Linked DNA regions of Gossypium hirsutum: regions 1 and 3 are each linked to region 2. Evidence: chromatin contacts called from public Hi-C data. All regions are on one chromosome and are shown on one strand. Each heading gives the region's core, a stretch centred on a gene start, on an enhancer-like site or on the middle of the called end of the contact. The rest is flanking DNA. Distances are from core to core; before and after follow the strand shown.

Region 1 (4,349 bases), core at 1,633-4,132, 240 kb after region 2:
TTTGTTCAACCACCAAAAGGCATGAAATCAATTCAGAATATCTTTTAAAACCTTTTTCACGGTATTGTTGCTGTAGAAGCACATTAGTAGCATGAAAGGTTGAAAATGTTTTCTCTAATAAGTCCTCATCAGTTATTTTTCTCCACATAATTTTAGTTGAGAACTAATTTTGAAAAGTTCTGAATTGTATTCACTTACAGTCTTAAAATCTTGCAACCGTAAGTGTAGTCAATCATAACGAGCTTTAGGGATTATCACCGTTTTCTGATGGTCAAATCATTCTTTCAAATTTTTTCACAACTCAAAAGGGTATTTCACAGTGAGATATTCCATTTTTAATCCTTCATGTAGATGATAACAAATGAAAATAATTGCTTTTGTCTTGTCTTGTCTTGATTAGATGCTTCTTTATTTGCTAATATAGTATTTCCTATCCCAGCATCTAGGTGAATTTTAGCATCTAACACCCATGAAAAATAATTTTTGCCTGAGATGTCTAAGGTCGCAAATTCAAGTTTGGCAAGATTTGACATTTTAATCACTTGAATCAAAATAAAAAAATATTAGTAAAATAATAAGCATTCTCAACCGTAAATTAATTCAATTATATATATTAAATTTGCTAAATAATAATATGTATGTCAAATATTGGCATAGAGAGGAATAGTCATAATAATAACTTAACACAAATTACATTAACTAAAATTTCTTTTAATAAAAAAACATGTATATATAATTATCATTATTAGATTTGAGTTGTAAAAATAAATATGCAAATATTACCCAAAGCAAATATTTCATCTAGAAAAAAAAATAAAAGAATTATGAAAATGCGTATATCGTATATAGTTTAACGGGAGTTATACAGGTAAATTATATAAAGTCGAAATGACGTGAACTTTACTATAAACTCATAGAAGCTCGTGCTGATAACGTGTTATAATATAATTAAATAAAAGAACACTTAAAGTAAATAGAGAATTTTCTCGTCTCCTCTTTTCATTTATAAAAGAGCTATATATAAGCCATTGACATTCAATGCAACATAAATTAATGAAGTTTATTTAATAGCTTCATTAACACATACATTAAGCATCTTTAATAATGAATAGGGGGTTTTAACTCATTACTTTCATAAATGTTTAAAGGTTATAGACATCCATTTAATGTATTTACAACAATTTTTAGTTATTTAATTTTTTACACACATTTGATAATTTATAATAAAAATCATCTGATAGAATATTTTTCGACAAAAAAATGATAACTACTTATCATTAGAGGTATTCATGGGTCGGGTTCGGTTCGGGTCGGGCCAAACCAAAATTTTGGGCCCATTTGTTAGGCCCAGACCAGGCCCGAAAAATGGGCCTAACATTTTACCCAAGCCTGGCCCAAATAAAAATGTTAAAACTTGGGCCCAACCTGACCTGCCTGTATTAAAATTTTTTATTTTTTAAATATATATAAATATTTTCCAACAAATTAAAAATAAATTTTTAAAAATACTAATATTTAAATAGTAGCAACATAATAGTGAAATTGTAGTAAACTAATGAGAAAACAAGAAAATAGCATTAAAACAGTAAAAAAAAAGCAAATTTTTTGTCCTTTTGTGAATTCGGGTCAGGTAAAAAATGCCTTACCCGAGGCTCGACCCATTTTTTAAACAGGCCTTATTTTTAGCCCAAATCTATTTTTTGGGCCTATATTATTTCTCAAACCCTCTCACTTTTCAGGCGGAGGCCAGAGAACAGATATACTTATCACTTAATCGAGAATATTTTTAATTTATTTTATACTTTATTTAAAATAATATAAAATGTTTAAAAAGAACAAGGGTAAACATGTGAAATAAAAAATCATAATTTAATATTTATTTATATTAAATAATCTAATTATATTATGTAGGAAACAGATTTTACAATTAAAATTGAGTAGTTGATTTTTCCGTTTAGCAGAGAACATTTTAATGTAATATGCTATTGTACTTCATATATTGAATTCATACTTGTGTATTTTAAAGTATTACGTTATACTTGAATGAATTTTTGAGGTAGTATTCATGTGGTGATCCAAAAGCCTTGTCCTTTGTTTAACCATATACCGTATGCCCAAACATTTAAAATGGTAAGAACAAATATGTATAAATAGTCTTATTCATGACAAAGCCAGTTGCTATGCCTTTAGAAAGCACATGAGGGGAGTGTTCTTTTTTCTTTAACTTTAAAGAAGATAGCTGGCAAATATCCCCATCTCCTATGCATTGATTTGATTCACATTGTAATTATCACCATTTTATCATATCCTATTTATTGCTCCCTTTCCATTTGTCAAATTTTGTGAAGTAAGCTAAAGCTAAGCTGGCCTGAAACTCTTGTTTTGTGTTCTATTTCCAATTTCAATTTTTTCTCATCTTTTATTTCAATAAAATATAACTCTTGGTTCCATCAATCATGCCAATTTTTAATTATACAAAGATAAAATTTTTAATATAAATGATCAATTTTTTCTTTAATTTGATGGGTAAGAACTAATTTACATATTTTTTTAATTAAAAAGAGTATGTAGTATGAGTCTTAAGGTGGGTTTGGATGGGCGATTGGGTGCGGTGCGGTGCGTTTAGCTTATTTTTTGTCTCACGCTACAGTATCGCTACAGTAACTAATTTCACCGCCACCGCTGTTTTTACACTAACCGCAGGTAAATGCACCGCCCATCCAAATTCACTCTTAGTGTAAGAACAGACACATAAATTATTGATGGAAATGAGTTTTTTCAAATGAGTAAAAATATTAATGTGAAGTACAAAATTCAATTTTTTTTATTTTGATAAAATAGAAATTTATATTGTTCATTCAGAAATTGAATTCAAAAGTGGCATATCTGAAGTTGAATTATTAAAAAAAAAAACCAAAACTGGCGTCCAACCAATGGCCACCACCTTTCCCCTCCGTTTCTCTTTATTTTATTTATTTTCCTTCCAATTCTCTTCCTCTCTTTATAATCTTCCATCTACACACTTCTCAACTTCAGGGCTCAGCCTCTCTTCTCCAACACATTGAGCCCTTTTTTTCTCTCTTCCCGAAAAGGAAAAAGGGAAAACAGTCGCACCCAATAACAATTTCAGTAGTAAACAAAGCAAAAAGCAAACCCCCAAAATTAGTTGAAAAGAAAATGCCTACACCACCGGACACCAGCAAAACCTTGAAATTAGAGAGATACAACAATTATCTCCGAAAAATTCACAGCACCAAACTCATCACTGCTTCTTCTAAACTTCTCTTTCGTGCAACCCTTCTCATTGCTTTGATTCTGATCCTTTTTTTCACCATCAATTACCCTCCTCTTTCCGATACTCCCCACCATGTCCCTCCTCACCACCGTCTCCACCACCACAGCTTACTTTCCACTTCCCTTTTCTCCGCCGGGGGCGGTGCCGCCTGGGAGAAACAAGTCCGACTCTCTTCCACGCCGCGTAGAACCAATGGGTTCTCCGTTTTGGTCACTGGCGCCGCTGGGTTCGTCGGTTCCCACTGTTCCCTCGCTTTGAAGAAACGAGGCGATGGGGTTCTTGGTTTAGACAACTTCAATAACTACTACGATCCGTCTTTGAAAAGAGCCAGGCAAAACCTTTTGAGTAAGCACCAAGTTTTCATCGTCAAAGGTGACTTGAACGACGGGCCATTGCTGACCAAGCTATTCGACGTTGTGCCCTTCACTCACGTCCTTCACTTAGCGGCTCAGGCCGGCGTACGTTACGCCATGCAAAACCCACAGTCGTACATCAGCTCCAACATTGCAGGCTTTGTTAACTTGCTCGAAGTAGCCAAAGCAGCCAATCCTCAGCCATCCATTGTTTGGGCATCATCGAGCTCCGTTTACGGCCTCAACACCGAAAACCCATTCTCCGAACGCGACCGGACAGACCAACCGGCTAGCCTTTACGCCGCCACAAAGAAAGCCGGCGAAGAAATCGCCCACACTTACAACCATATCTACGGTCTTTCCCTTACGGGGCTAAGATTCTTCACGGTTTACGGTCCTTGGGGAAGACCCGACATGGCTTATTTCTTCTTCACTAAAGACATCCTACAAGGGAAGTCGATTGACATATACAAGACGCATGATCAGAAAGAGGTGGCGCGTGACTTCACCTACATAGACGACGTGGTGAAAGGGTGTTTAGGGGCGTTGGACACGGCGGAGAAGAGCACCGGAAGCGGCGAGAAGAAGAAAGGGGCGGCTCAGTTGAGAGTTTACAACTTGGGGAACACATCGCCGGTCCCAGTGGGGCGATTGGTATCGATCCTGGAAGGGTTGCTGAGCACAAAGGCCAAGAAACATGT
Region 2 (4,864 bases), core at 153-2,652:
TGGCATTGTTCTTCATCTTCCTCATGTGGTTAACCATGATGATGTCCTTGTTACCAGTGGTGGTGACAAAGATATCAGCCTCGGAGACAACATCCTCAAGGGTCAAAACTTGAAGTCCTTCCATGAGAGCCTGAAGGGCACAGATGGGATCGATCTCGGTGACAATGACGCGAGCACCGGCTTGCTTCAAGGCAGCAGCACAACCCTTGCCGACATCACCATAACCACAGACAACAGCGACCTTACCAGCAATCATGACATCGGTAGCTCTCATCAACCCATCGGGAAGAGAGTGACGGCATCCATACAAGTTATCGAACTGTTCAAAAAGATCAAATCATAGCAACAATTAGACCAGAATACAGTAAAAACCACAATTCAATTAATGAACAAAAAGACCATCAGCATTGCAATTAAAATCTAAACGCCACTAACAGTAAAAACAGAGCAAGCAAATATCAGATCTGAAGGAATTGCAAAAAATATGTATATTGTTTTGTTATTTCTAAATCATTTTTTTATCACATCTGCTTGGACAAAGACAATATCCTTCATATAAGAAGTTCAAAAGGTAAAGCAGCAAAAAAGTAGGGAAAAATGGACCTTGCTCTTGGTGACAGAGTCATTGACATTAATAGCAGGGAACAACAAGGTTCCATTGGCCTGCATCTGATAAAGCCTCTTAACACCGGTTGTAGTTTCCTCAGAAACACCAACTAATCTCTCCTTCATCCTTGTATACTTCTTGGGATCTGCCTTCAACCCATCTCTAATTATGGTCAAAACAATCTGAAACTCGGCATTGTCGGTAGAAGACGGATCTGGGAGCTGCCCGGTTTTCTCATAAACCTGCTCGGCTTTAACTCCTTCATGGATCAACAGAGTAGCATCACCACCATCATCCACGATCAGATCAGGTCCACCGGTGGGACCCCAGTCAAGGGCTCTCTCGGTACACCACCAGTATTCCTGGAGGGTCTCACCTTTCCAGGCGAACACGGCTGCCGAGTCACGGGCAATGGCGGCGGCGGCATGGTCTTGGGTAGAGAAGATATTGCAAGAGCACCAACGGACTTCAGCTCCGAGGGCGGTGAGGGTTTCGATGAGGACGGCGGTCTGGATGGTCATGTGAAGAGAACCGGTGATTTTGGCTCCCTTGAAAGGTTGGGCAGGGCCGAACTCGGCTCGGCAAGCCATGAGACCGGGCATTTCGACCTCGGCCAACTCGATCTCGAGACGACCGAAGTCAGCCTGAGACATGTCCTTGACCTTGTACTCACGGCCGGCGGCGGTTTTCTCGACGGAAAGAGCCATGGGTTAAAGAAATGGAGTGAATAAGAACAGATCACACTCACCCTTGGAAAAGGAACAAAAAGATAGCAATGAGCGAGTGGGAAGTGGCGAGGAATATGCGGCGATGTAAGGATGTTATAAATAGGTTAGAGTGGTGAAATCCGACGGTGCAGATTGGGTGGGGGCGGAGTTGGTAGATCTCCATTTTCCGATTATTACAATTTAATCTAAATTACAATAAAATTAATATTTTTATTTAAATTTAATTATATAAATATAATATTATTAATATTTAAATAAAAAAGTTTATTTTATTTTTCCTAATAAATTATTATTCATTGAATTAAGTTATATAATTCCAGGTAAATTGTTATCAATCATTTTATTTTATTTTTCCTAATAAACAATTAACGTTTTTGAAAATTTTCATTTTAATCCATTATAGTTTGTAACCCTCAGCATTCAAAATGAACTTTTGGGATAATTCCTTAATTTAATTGCTAATTGAAAAAAAGGTGTTATTGCATGTTGCAAGTTAGGTGAAATGGAACCATTATTGAGCATTATGTTTAATTAAATTGCCTGCCTCTCTCTTTTCATACAAATCTTATATTTTTAACTTAATCCTCTTTGGTCTCGGCTTGAATTGAATGATGATTATTTAGCACGTATTCAAACACTCTTACCTATCTTCTATAAAATATTAGAAAGCGTGAGAATGCAACTCACAATGTTTAGTTGTAATCAAGATTCTATTATTTATTTATATATATAAAAAAGGGTTTCTTTGATTTATTTCCATAAATATTTTCTTTGGCTTATTAAACAATAATAATAAGTGAAAATATTAAAATGATTCTCATAAAATTATGAAAGTTTAATTTGCAAAATAGTCATCAAACTTGTATCAATTCATCTATATATATTTAATTTTGTATATAGCCTTTTACAAAATTTTATTTGTAATTTACTATGTTTGTACAGCTAACTTAATTTTATGTTACAAATTATAAATTAAGCTAAATATACTTTTTTCTGATATCTTTAATATTATATTTAAAGTTTATGATCTTAATTTTATGTTATAAAAAATTAAATTTATTTTTATCCTTTTCTAAAAACTAAAAGTTTATTTAAATATTATTTCTATGAATATTTTTTATGAACGAAACATTTGTTTTCTCAATATATTTATCATTTTTTATATCTATTTTATAATTCTTGTTTGCAGTTCGTAGTTGTCTTGTCTAATAATGTAGTTTCCAAAATTCTAACATGTATTCTCCCTTAAAGTTGTAATGTGTTTTATGTCGCCTTCGAATTTGCACCTTCTTGGGAGTTAGTTTGTCGTTTGGCATGTAGTGGTTTGCCTTTTTTTTTTTTGCACGATTTTTGTGTGTTGTCATAGCAAGGTTTCTTTGTTTTGGTGGGATTTAATAGAGGAGGAACTAAGCGATTTAAGTATGTTAGACAAAGAAGAGGATGCTTTCTAGGTTCAAGAAGATGGATTGGTGTTGGTGGAGGATTGCAATCTGTGTTTGGTCGGTAGTTATTTAACTGCAAGTGTAGTGCATTTTCCCCTAGTGAGAAATATTATGGTTGATCTATGGCATCCTATAGGGGGTATCTCTATCACGGATATTGGCGACAAAATATGTTTATTTCGATTTTTCTATGAGGTGGACATAAATAGGGTTTTGGATGGATCACTATGGTTCTTTAATAACCATCTTTTGCTCCTTCGTAAGATCCAAGGGGATGAGGATGGCGAGGCAGTTGTGTATGCACAATTTCAGTATGAGAAGCTTAGTTTGTTCTTCTTTATTTACGGGAAGCTTGGGATGAGGAGAGTTTTTGTACGTTAAGGGTAACGATGGATTTGTCAAAAATCATTTTTTAGTTGGGACATCTCGTTAAGGGCCCAGCCAAAAAAAGGATCGCACGTGGTGAGTCGATGGTTGATAGAGATAGATATAAATGTGGACCAAAGTTTCAAAAAAAGGGGAAGAATGGGGTCACTAGTGGTCGGGATGAGATCTTTATAGTCAGTTATTCTTTTCAAAAGGCGAAGGGTTTAAGTCCATCCAATTTACAAATCCTCGTAATTAATAACAGTGCCTAAGGGAATAGTGATACAAGGGCTGTGGAGTTGGAATCTAACGCTGAAGATAATCTAGTTATGGTTATTAATGGTAAGAAAAGGTAACGTATAATAAGAGGGACATCTAATGTTTCTATTAATGTTGATCCAGAGCTGTCGAAGGAAGGTCAAGGGAGATCAGATGACTCTGTGATGCAGGGCAGCCAGGAACAATGAAAATACTAAGTTGGAACGTCTGTAGTTTGGGGAGGACACAAACGGTAAATCATCTAAGGAACAAGCTGAGAGATATTCATCCCCAAATTTTATTTCTTGTAGAGACAAAAGTTAGTGCACGAAGAATGGAGAAAATTTGGAATAAATTGTGTTTTTTGAATGGGATTGATATTAATGTTGTTGGGTCTAAATGAGAGTTATCTCTGGGTTGGAGGCAAGAATGTGTGGTGAGTTTAAAGAGTTACTCACAATTCCATATTGATGCAGATATACTGATGGTACTACTGAGACAATTTGGCAATTCACAAGGTTTTATGGTCACCCTGAGAAAATGATGCATAGTGATTCTTAGAATCTGTTGAAATAGATGGGGCATGATCAGTCTCTTCCATGGTTGGTTATCGTTGATTTCAACGAGATTGCCTATTCTTTTGAGAAAAAGAGGGTCGTCTTAAATCAAAATGTAATATGGAAGCTTTCATATTTACTCTACACGATTGTGATTTGAGCAATTTGGGGTTTTCTGGTCGTTGGTACACTTAGGAAAGAGGTTGACTATCGAGTAATAATATTAGGGAGAGGCTCGATAGGGGTGTAGCTACCATGACTTGGTGGGACATGTTTCCATATTATGCTGTAATGCATTGGACGCACTCTTTTTTCGATCATTACCTAGTGTTAGTGGATACAGTAGGGAGATAGAGGCCATCGAGTAATATGAGTTGCACTCAGTTCAAGTTTGATGCTATTTGGTTCTTGGAAGAAACTTGTGAAGAGGAAATTAGACAATTTGGGGCTTCTTTAGTAGATATAGTGCCAGTTAAACTGAGGAAGTTGGGAGAGAATCTACGTAAGTGGTACAAATCAATCAAGAGGGTCAGAAATGGGAGAAAGGATAAGTTAGAGGCGAGACTTATGAAGTTGTATAAGAATAAGCTGGATGATGATGCTTTTGTTGAAATGTTACAAGTCCAGTTAGATCTCAATCTAGAATTAGATAAGGAAGAAATTTACTGGGAGAAAAGGGCGAGGGTAAATTGGCTTACACATAGGGACAAAAACACCACATTCTTTCATAATTATGTGTCAAATCAAAAAAGGAAGAATACAGTGTTGGGTATTAAGAATAAACAGGGATGTTGGGGAATTTTAAGGAGGAAATTTAGAAAATGGCAACTACATTCTTTAGGGAATTGTTTACTACATCTAATCAGGGAGATGCTTCCCATATTTATGCTAACGTCAAAAGATGTG
Region 3 (4,837 bases), core at 1,678-4,177, 170 kb after region 2:
TCACTACAGTACTTTTAGCGATCTGATTGATGCTTGGGCTTTCAAAAGAAAGAGAAAATGGATCATGGAGAGCATTATTTCTCTTTTTATTTTTTAAAATTTGTATTAAATTTATAAATAATTAGGCTACTCCAGTTTGAAGTTAATTTTGTGTTTCTTTGTATGGGGTCCATGACCTCGTTACCATTCCCAAGGTATATTATTTGTAATATTTGTAGGGAGAAAAAAACACTAGAATTCATCACATCATCACTATATGGTGAAATAACATTTTTTCAAAACAATAATACTTGTTAAAATAATTATATTTCAAAAAATAAATTAACATTTAAAAGTCAGAAAAAAAATTGGTGAATACTTATTTTTAAACATAATTATTTGATATATTATTAGTAAATCTCTTAGATTTTACAAATAGATTGAAAGATTGATAAATGTCATATTTATTTATATGTATATATTTTAAATTTCATAATACAATCATCCAACTCTTAACCTAAAAAATTTCTTAAAATAAATGACGCTCCTTAAAAAATCACTTGCCTAAGAGATGGAAGAAAAGCAAAGAATAAATTTAACTCATCATTCATTAATAATTTTATTAGTTGATTGAGTCTTAGCTCGACTGTTATGAGTATTGTTGCCACTATAGGAGAACATGGGTTTGAGTGTTTTTTTATTAAATAAATATTATTTATATTATACTTATTCAACCATGATTCTCCTATCTCTTCCTAGAAATAGATGACACTGGTAGACTTATTTACATAAGTTTTATGACATAAGTTTCATATATTGTTATTCTGCCAGAAAGTAATAAAAATTTATTTTTTGAGAATAATAATTTCTACCGGTACCTATTGAGATAATTACTTTTCTACTGAAAGTAGTAAATTGTTTTTGTTTCTGTGTTTGGTTCTTGTTGCTCAAGCCCACACTCGATGCAATTTGGGGTACGAGGATAACGGAGAAGATCGTTCAGTTGAAAGCTAGGAATGTTTTGGATCTATCTAGCATAAAACACAAGTATGTTTTGATAGAATGTTTATTACAATAAATATCACAAATCGACTTGGTTTTGAACATTTTTAAACTTCCGCTATAATAGTAAATCGCTTTCATAACTAGATTTTTCCATTACTATCATCATAATCTTCATCATAGCTATCATCCATGTCAGTATCATCCACTAAATCATCATTATCTTAGTTTTCATGTCGACAGTCATGCTTAGAAGGGATGGATTCTTCCCCTTGATGCCATGGGTTTTTATCACGATTCATCTTACCTGCTCTTGACTCCTCAATAAGCTTTTCATTTCTTTTATCTACTTGCTTCTGTTTATCCATTTGATCCTGGATAAAATTTTATTGCTCTTTGTATCTCTTTTTCTGGAAGGATATTTGTTCCTTCATAACTCTTATTCTCTCTTGCATGTCCAAATATTGTTGATTATTGGACTAGTGATGTTGGGATCCCTGATCAGTAGATGATGGTCCGGCATGGTGCTAATTTTGTGGGTTAAAATATCATGGGGGTAGTGGTAAAATTATTGGCATGGGTTTTTTTGGTATTGATTTTGCTGATTTTGATTTTGAGGGTTTGTTTGATTTTGTGGGTTTGTGTTCTGGTTGTCATGTATGGGGTTTGGGTTTTGAGTTTTTCTGGTTTGAACTATATTTAATCTTCTGTTACGACTAGTGGGGTCTATAACTTGGTCGTGAGTGGGATCAAACTCGATGCTAAGAGGATCCCTGACACTTGGGTTCGAAATGTTTGTCCACACTCACCACACCAATTGTTAATTAGTGAGGTGAAAAATTTTGGAAGACGGTGGCTGAACGGGGAAGGTAGTGTGAAGATTAGGAAAGAGGTTAATTAGTGGAAGAGTTTAGGAATTAAAGGAGTGAGTATGTAGTGTGTATGAGTTGTTGCATGGACCTTTTGTAGTGGGGAACAAACTTAGCTACATGTCTTGAGGTCATTGATATAGAAGTTTGATTTGATACTACTGGTAGTGACGGTGATGATAAGTCTTAGGATGATGTTTTAGAACGACTGTTAATCAATTACTCTAAGCCTCCACGTGGTTCTTATCTAATCTTAGCGGAGATGCCCAACTCCCAAGTTCGTCAAGCTGAGGTTCACAAACTAACTCAAGACCCGCCATGTCTAGTTCCATTGAGAAACACATGCCGAGTTCTCTATAAGTACGTTGTCAGATTCACAAGATCTATTATGAGGTATATGTAGTTCTCTACGGAAGATATAACAATCCATCAACTTTCACATATAAAACTTTTATATTATTGTTTTTTTTTATTTCTTTTTACTTATCATTTTCATGAAGCTTAATTTTTCAAAAAGGAAATTGAAAGTCTGGAATCAAGATCCAATGTTTGTTTAAACAAATCTCTTGAATAATCAAGTTTAATATTTGTTTCCATGTACACCGTACTTCTTTGAAGCCAAATGATTCCCAAAGCTCCAAGAGCTATTCCTCAACTTTGGTGAAAGGTGGTCCATAGTTTAATGAGAACCAAAAGAAAAAAAATTCAATGCGACCTCTAATTGGATATGATCTAACATTCTTATCCATTTGAAAAAGCGCCATCACTCGGGATTAAAATTTTGATTAAGAAATGATTGCGTCTCTAAAGAAGATTATACCCTTAAATTAACATCTTTTATATTTTATAAATATAATACCCAAATTGTTGTACACCCTCTGAACTATTTACAGATACAGAAACTTAAATTTGAATTTGAAAATCGAATAAATTTGGGTTAAATTTAAATGCCTATTTGTATTAAAATCAAAGCACCAAATTGAAAATTAAAAGAAAAATGGGTTTTTGGCATCATTGTGCATAATCTTTCCCATGTGATAAAGAGGCCGGAAGGAATATTTAAGCTACCCTTTCAGAGTTTGAAACCTTCCCTTGTCGTAAGGACACCCTACTTTAATTTTTCATAAAATTATTCCACGTCAGCTTCGATTTAAATAAGAAAAATAATTGTATTTAAAGAAGAAAAAGAGGTATTCTGACATACCATCACATTAGATAAATCACATATACATTTTACATATATTATTAATCATTATACAATAATGATAAAAAGTATTTTAACTGTGCATATAATTTTCTGCTTCTATAATAATTATAATTATTCTTTTAATAATTATTTTTTATTATATTTACAATCTTATTTTATTTCATTTTAATTTTAAAATAAAATTAATATTTAATTTATGTGTACCGGTTTGTGGAGATTTAAACAATTAAGATTTCAGAATCTATCACATGTTCATCTTTCTCAAATATAATTTTTCATATTTTATAAATACTTTAATTACTATTTAAGTTCTTTTATTTTTAAAATATTTTAATTATCTTTAAAATAACTATTTACACGAATTATATAAAATAAAAGTAATAAAAAGTAAAATATGGACCTATATATTAAGAAAGTATTATTCCCAGCTCATAAAACTCATATGATTGAGACGAGTGACCACCGACACTGCAAGTGTCTTGCATTGTAGGAAAAATGGAAATCAGCTTTTACTACATTTTGTAAACAAATGTATAAGGTGAAATGGATGTCGGAAAATGCACAAATATTTAGATGAGTTTTGTCTGTGTTTACTTTATATACAATTGGTGTTCCTTGAGTATTTTAAAACAAATGTCCATAATAAAACCCAAACCTTAACATCTTTGTCGGTAACACACATTTAAATCATCAAAAAGCATGTAAATGTAACATTTGTAATTTTAAATGATTTAGTTTCATTTTGAGAAAAGTTCTAATTTTATATTAGAATTTTAATTTAATAAATTCTGTTTTTTAAGTCAAATTCAAACTTAACGTTTTCTTTTTATAAGATAACAAAATAAAATTAGGTTTCACAATTCGAGTGAGTATAATTATCCAACGAATTTATTGTATGAAATGGTAAAAATTATTATACGATTTTTTGGATTCAATATTCATTACTTTTACTTATATGTATATACTTTTTTAGATTTATCAAAATTTAAAAATAAAAATATTCTCAAATTAATATTTATTATCTTATAAAATTAAAGGATATTTGGTAATTTTCTAACCGAGTTGAAATTCTATTAATGAGTGGCACCAACTCAATTAGCTTTTTAAAATATAATATAGATATGTTTTTTTTATATTAATATTGCGCCTTTAGAAATCAATAATAAAATAGGGTTAACACTTGTTTATCATTATTACCATTTATTTACAATGTATATGTTTTTGGTGAATAGATTAAGAAACTTCACAATAAGCTAGAAAACGTTAAAATGAGAAGCTACATATAACTGTAAACCTTCCTCCCTGCCAAACACCAACTTGGCGATACAATCAACTCCAACATTTTCTTTTCTAGGGACATATTCAATTGATCAGTTCTTCTCCTTTTGCAAGAACTGATTTATACATTTGATTATTGCTGAATTTGACCACTTCGACAAAGATTCCTTGATAGCCCTAATAACTTCCATGTTGTTTGTTTGCACCAATACTCTATCATGTTGTCTTCCTTGCACCAACGACACATATCGAGAATACCCCACAATTCAACTTTGAATATAGAACATTTCCCTAATCTGAGATTAAACCCAATGATCCATTTCCCATTATGATCTCTCAAAATTTCTCCTGCAACACTGCATCCTATGTTAATCTTAATAGCTCCGTCAGATCTTGTATGAATCCACCTTTATGTTTCCACCATCACCACCCTCAAGATTTACCCCACAAAACCTTCTCCCTTGCGAACAGAAATATATTGTTTATTCCACTTTGACAATTT

Evidence for each region. Hi-C and Micro-C count contacts between places; a contact is called where the count stands out from the background.
Region 1: a contact with region 2 is called in a Hi-C map of hypocotyl, with 1.9 times the contacts expected there. The contact joins the promoter of LOC107914735 here to the promoter of LOC107914787 in region 2. A contact is called at or near these places in 6 of 34 Hi-C or Micro-C datasets (callus, fibers, hypocotyl and 1 more).
Region 3: a Hi-C map of leaf shows a contact between it and region 2, with 1.6 times the contacts expected there. The contact joins the enhancer-like site here to the promoter of LOC107914787 in region 2. A contact is called at or near these places in 2 of 34 Hi-C or Micro-C datasets (both in leaf).

Annotation. Positions count from the first base shown.
Region 1 is chrD10:26,934,836-26,939,184 of Gossypium_hirsutum_v2.1, reverse strand. LOC107914735 (UDP-glucuronate 4-epimerase 6-like) reads left to right here and starts at 2,882. Exons shown (of 1, transcript NM_001327111.2): 1 at 2,882-4,349. The coding sequence starts at 3,178.
Region 2 is chrD10:27,173,175-27,178,038 of Gossypium_hirsutum_v2.1, reverse strand. It overlaps LOC107914787 (adenosylhomocysteinase-like), which reads right to left and starts at 1,402. Exons shown (of 2, transcript NM_001327114.3): 1 at 604-1,402; 2 at 1-319. The coding sequence starts at 1,314.
Region 3 is chrD10:27,000,486-27,005,322 of Gossypium_hirsutum_v2.1, reverse strand. No RefSeq gene overlaps it. Among protein-coding and RNA genes, the nearest start is that of LOC121222905, 19 kb to the right of the region's middle. Within about 2 kb of position 2,927, at least 2 of the 9 cell types and tissues checked have an H3K27ac peak or open chromatin away from gene starts, as enhancers often do. A contact at or near this core is called in leaf, where this site is marked.